2 separate regions of the Mus musculus genome follow, and region 1 is linked to region 2. The links are chromatin contacts, called in public HiChIP or PLAC-seq maps. All regions are on one chromosome and are shown on one strand. The core of a region is the stretch at or near the end of the contact, and the rest is flanking DNA. Distances in the headings are between cores, read along the strand shown.

Region 1 (2,700 bases), core at 17-2,516, 260 kb after region 2:
GGTAGGAATGATTCCCACAAGGTGTTCTCTGATCTTCATTTGATCACTGTGGTAAACCTGCATGTATAAACACACACACACACACACACACACACACACATTATATGAATGTATGTTTTGCCTGCTTTTATATGTGTGTACGACGTGATTGCCTGATGTCCTAGAAGGCCAGAAGAGAGTGCCAGACAGTTGTGAGCTCCTACGAAGGTTCTGGGAATCCCAAACCCAGGGCTTCTAGAAGAGCAGCCAGTGCTCTTAATCACAAAGCCCTCTCTCCAGACCCCTTAAAAACTTCTGTAAAGGCATTTGTATTCTCCTCTGGGTGCCTGGCCCTATACCATATCAGTAGGACAGCCATTTGCAGCTCTGTGCCTTCGTACTTGGAATGGAGACCAAATAGTATCCTAACTCTGGAGTCTCTGTGCATGGAAATGAAGTAAGGCTAATCACCCCCTCCCCCCCCCCCCCACTCCCCGCCCAGGTCACACAGCCGACAGAAGACACAGCCCTGATTTAGACACCGAAAGCTCTCAAAAACTATGTCATCAAGGCTAGTGCTGAGGTAAACGTCTTACCTGGATAGGACTGAGCCGCCCTCCACTGAAGGGACTTTGTAGAGACAAAACCCCAGACTAGCTCACAGACCCCCAAGCTCTGAGATGCAGGCAATCGCTTATGGAAATGCCAGGCAGATCACCTCTGTGGCCAACTGTCGGAGCTCCCCTTGGCGAGAGCAGTGGCTTGGGCAATCCATCATCCACTCACTGAGGCGCCAGCCGTGGGCTCTGGCCGCCGGTGCTTGATGCTATTAACATCGTTTAGTTTTTGGGCTTATCCTATTAAGAAAAAGGTTCCCACTGGCAACAGCAAAAAATCCTTTCCACCTCTTTCATTACCCCAGCTTTTCTTCCCTGTAATTACTATTGAGCTCCTGGCTGATTAAATTAGGTTTTTTGGAGGTCCTTTCTAAAATCTTGGGGAAATTATCTAAAAATCATGAAATCAATTCCCTTCCGCTGTTTTAATCTTTTATGCCCTCCGCTCAAAGAGGGATGGGCAGACAAGGGCAGGCCCTCGGAGAAGTGTGCAGCCTCCACACTGCTTGCCAGCCTCCTAGGGCCTTTGTGGACCATCTGGGTCAACTTCCTTCCAAGCAAATGAAATGCAAATAAAAATTCCAGCAGTTTTTCAGATGCAGGCTGCCTAGCTGATTAGCATGACAGAGGCTGGGAGATGAGGCCTGACCCTGTGCACTTCCCCTCAGCTCATTAAGTTGTAACTCCACCGCGCCTGCATTCACGCTGTGTAGTGACGCTGAAAGGCGGCTTTATCCAAAACTAGCTAAATTCACATTCACACTTTTTGCCTGGAAGTCTTGCCTGCTTCTGCACCCACATGAAAGTGAACCTATTGTGGCTGGCTCATGAGTCCCGCTGATTCTAAGACAATCTGGAGGGTTCCCAAAAAATGTTTATTTCCCAAGTTTGTATCCTTCCACTCTATGACGCCCCCCTCCTGAGTCCCCCCTCCCCCTCAGCTGCCCGGCCTCTGAGTACAGAGAGACACCCGGTGCTGGAGGAGGTTCAGAGCGTGCGTGGAATTTCTAAAGTCAAGTTCTTGGGGATGCTGGAAAGTGGAGATCTGAGAGGAGGATGTAGGTCTGGGTGATTCTGGGATTTGGGGGCTACCTGGACCAGCTTCTCAGAGATGTTGGTGGCCCAGGGACTCATGCCCTGATGTGTTGCCTGGCACAGATTTCCTTGGTTTATCTTCTAAAAAGCACGCGTAGGTTATAAAGCACGCTACCCATTAACCATATGTGAAAACACACCGCATCAGCAGCCTCGCTTGTTGGAGGCCCTCCTTGGGTTGTGGCTTCAGTATTTGTGGATATTTGTTGCTGAGGTTGGGAGGTCCCACTGTAAGAGAATGCCACATAAGGAACAAGAGCTATTTATCTTTGAAACTAAGAATGAGGGGAGAGGGGATAAAGTCTATGAGGGGGAAGAAGTCACTACTCTTTGTGACTCTCTGGTTGGCCCACAAATAAAATGCAGTAGATCAGAACCCAGTCTCACTGGGTGTTGCCGGGAGTTCAGAGGGAGAGAGCATTTCAGGAAGGTTTGGTTAGTGGTAACTTAACTATATGTAAACAAAGGGTGTGGCTCCTAGATTCCAGATTGCATGGAGGAGGAGGAAGTGCTAGGATCTGCATGTGGTAAGGGGTTGGGGGTCCTTGCAAATGCACTCCTTGTAAGGGTTTTGGTGGGTTGGGGCCAAGGAATGCCACAAAGCCACTCCATGCAACAGATCTCAGGGGAGAGATTTATTGCGCGGGGGTGGGTTGGGGGGGGTAGGGGGGTGGGGGAGTGAGGTTGTAGGGGGAGCACAAAATGAAGTAAATCCATAGATGTGTATGTATATATGTGTATATAAGGCTATATATGTGGTGACAACAGAAATGTATGGCATTTGGCGGTAGGTGACGATGTGGCTGCTGGAACTGAGTTGCTGAAGGTGGGTGAGGGTGGACCTGGTTCCTAACACTCCAGACATCTTCAAAAGCCCGGAAATTTCTTTTGCAGTTCTTAGGTTAGAAGTCAAAGGCTTCAAACCTGCTAGGCAGGTGCTCTACCACTGAGCTATGTGCTCAGCCCAAGGAAACTTTGCTCCCACTGAGCTATGCCCTCAGCCCAAAGA
Region 2 (2,700 bases), core at 144-2,643:
ATGGGGTCTGATGGCTTCTTCTGGTGTGTCTGAAGGGAGCGATGGTGATGTACTCATATGCATAAAATAAATAAATCTTTAAATATATATATATATATATATATATATATATATATATATATATATAAAATTTGTGTATGTGTGTGTATGTATATATGTGTATATTCACATTTTTGGTGATTTTGAGTAGTATTGGCTATTTGGTGTGAATATCATCTGGTTGACTTGGCTGCTCCCAGTAGATGGACTTGGCTATTTATTTGCATTTATTATAATTTGAATTGATATCAAAACTCTCCTTTTAAAAACATTTATGGGAGACTGAAATATGGAGTGTAAAAAATAAATTAATTTAATTAATTAATTAATTAATTTATTTATTTAATTTTTTTTTTGGTTTTTCGAGACAGGGTTTCTCTGTATAGTCCTGGCTGTCCTGGAACTCACGCTGTAGACCAGGCTGGAGAGATGGAGCAACCACATGGTGGCTCACAACCATCTGTAATGAGATCTGAAGCCCTCTTCTGGTGTGTCTGAAGACAGCTACAGAGTACTTACATATAATAAATAAATAAATACATCTTTAAAAAAGTAAAATAAGGGGCTGGAGAGATGGCTCAGCGGTTAAGAGCACCAACTGCTCTCCTAAAGGTCCTGAGTTCAAATCCCAGCAACCACATGGTGGCTCACAGCCATCTCTAATGAGATCTGAAGCCCTCTTCTGGTGTGTCTGAAGACAGCTACAGTGTATTACATATAGTAAATAAATAAATAAATCTAAAAATAAAGATTTACTCTATAAAAAAAGTAAAATAAAAATTTTTAAATGTGTTTATCGGGTTTTTTTGTATGGTCATGAGTTCAAATCCCAGCAACCATGTGATGGCTCACAACCATCTGTAATAAGATCTGATGTCCTCTTCTGGGATGTCTAAACACAGCTACAGTGAGTGAGCAGGGCCGGAACAAGAAGAAAAAGTGTCTGAAGACACCTACAGTGTATTGTCATATAATAAATAAATAAATCTTTAAAAGAAAAGATGTCTCGAAAAAACAGAAAAAAAAATAGAATAGTAGTGTGGTCTCTGACCAATAACATAGAGGTCAACAGCCTATAAAATACATGTGACATCTCCCCTAAGGATGGATTCTACTGACTGGGGGCTAAAGATGGAGGCCTAGGGAGGGAGAGTCTGGGATAGATACTCTGGGAGATTTGGGAGAGATGTGCCTGGGTGAGGTGTGCAGATCACAAAAGGTCACCAGGTCATTCATTAACAATAGCCACTCCCAGCCTTCCGGGTAGAAACCAAGTGTTTCCTCCTTTGAGAAAACACCCTGCATGGTTAACATTCCTGGTTTCCCGGCTGATCTGTGGATGCAAGGACTTTTGTGCCCCTGACAGGTAAAGGACACCAGGACGGGCAAGAGTTAGAGGTCACCTAAAGACTCTAATGCTTTGGCCTAGCCTTGTGTCTCCTCCCTGGTTAATCAGCATTAAATGTACGCCACCCTCCCACCTCCAATACAAAATAGTATGCTCCAATCTTGGATATCTAATTTGATTTTTTTTTTGAGACAGGGTTTCACTGCATAAATAAATCTAAAAATAAAGATTTACTCTATTTAAAAAAGTAAAATAAAAATTTTTAAATGTGTTTATTTATTTTTTTTTGTATGGCCATGAGTTCAAATCCCTGGCTGTCCTAGAATTTGCTCTGTAGACAAGGCTGGCCTCGAACTCAGAGATCTGCCCACCTCTACCTCCTGAGTACTGAGATTAAAGGCCCATGCCCTCACCACCTGGATGACTTGATATTCTTAATTTATTGGTGAGGGATCCACGTCAAAGAAACATTTTCCCAAAACGCACTCAATGTTTGCCATTTTTTTTCCTCCTCTGAGGGGACACCAAATCTGCAGCTATGGCATATACTTGGTTGCTCCAAGGTCCATCTGTTTTGCCCAGAAAGCTGATCTGGGCCCCAGTGCAGCAGGCTGTAACCAATAGATTGAAGACAAAAACCTAGATAATGATGCTGGATTTTGTAGATCTATGTGGGCAAGGTAGATCTTTTTTTGGTTTGGTTTGGTTTGGTTTTTTTCCCGACTTAATGGATTTAAGTTTTTACATTTTTTAATTAATTTTTTAATTATCTGTGTGTGTTTGTGTGTGCATGTGCATGCAGTACTTGCAGAGGCCAGAAGAGGGCGCCAGATTCCTCTGGCTCTGGAGTTACAGGTGGCTGTGAGCCGCCTGACGTGGGTGCTGGGACCTGAACTTGGGTCTTCTGCAATCTCTTCAGTTCTCAGACTTTATTAATTGTTTGAAATTCACCTTTCACAGCCCAGCTCAGAATTTTTCCTCTCCGAAGCAGTCCTCGGAGCCCACGGAACCTGCTCCTCTTCTCTCCCGGGCTTTACCGGCTCTTTTTTTTTTTTTTTCTTTTTAAGATTTATTTATTTATTTACTTTTTGTACATGAGTACACTGTAGCTGTCTTCAGACACACCAGAAGAGGGCATCAGGCCCTATTGCAGAGGGTTACCTCTGGAAGAACAATCAGTGCTCTTAACCACTGAGCCATCTCTCCAGCCTCATTTTACCAGCTCCTTTGTTCATATTTCCTTAAAGTACTGATCACATGATGCTTATGTGCCTGTCTCTTCTGACCCCTTCGCAGGACAGTCTGATGGTGCA

Evidence for each region. HiChIP or PLAC-seq counts read pairs in DNA pulled down with a chosen protein or histone mark.
Region 1: a contact with region 2 is called in an H3K27ac HiChIP or PLAC-seq map of embryonic stem cells, with 2.8 times the contacts expected there. The contact joins two enhancer-like sites. A contact is called at or near these places in 2 of 115 datasets of contacts at active chromatin or transcription factors (embryonic stem cells and pancreatic cancer cells) and 1 of 9 other capture datasets (embryonic trunk).

The regions. Positions count from the first base shown.
Region 1 is chr5:147,154,420-147,157,119 of GRCm38.p6, forward strand. No RefSeq gene overlaps it. Among named protein-coding and RNA genes, the nearest start is that of Gm34994, 3.5 kb to the right of the region's middle. Within about 2 kb of position 1,267, at least 47 of the 459 cell types and tissues checked have an H3K27ac peak or open chromatin away from gene starts, as enhancers often do. A contact at or near this core is called in embryonic stem cells, where this site is marked.
Region 2 is chr5:146,891,763-146,894,462 of GRCm38.p6, forward strand. No RefSeq gene overlaps it. Among named protein-coding and RNA genes, the nearest start is that of Gm10858, 4.0 kb to the right of the region's middle. Within about 2 kb of position 1,394, at least 9 of the 459 cell types and tissues checked have an H3K27ac peak or open chromatin away from gene starts, as enhancers often do. A contact at or near this core is called in embryonic stem cells, where this site is marked.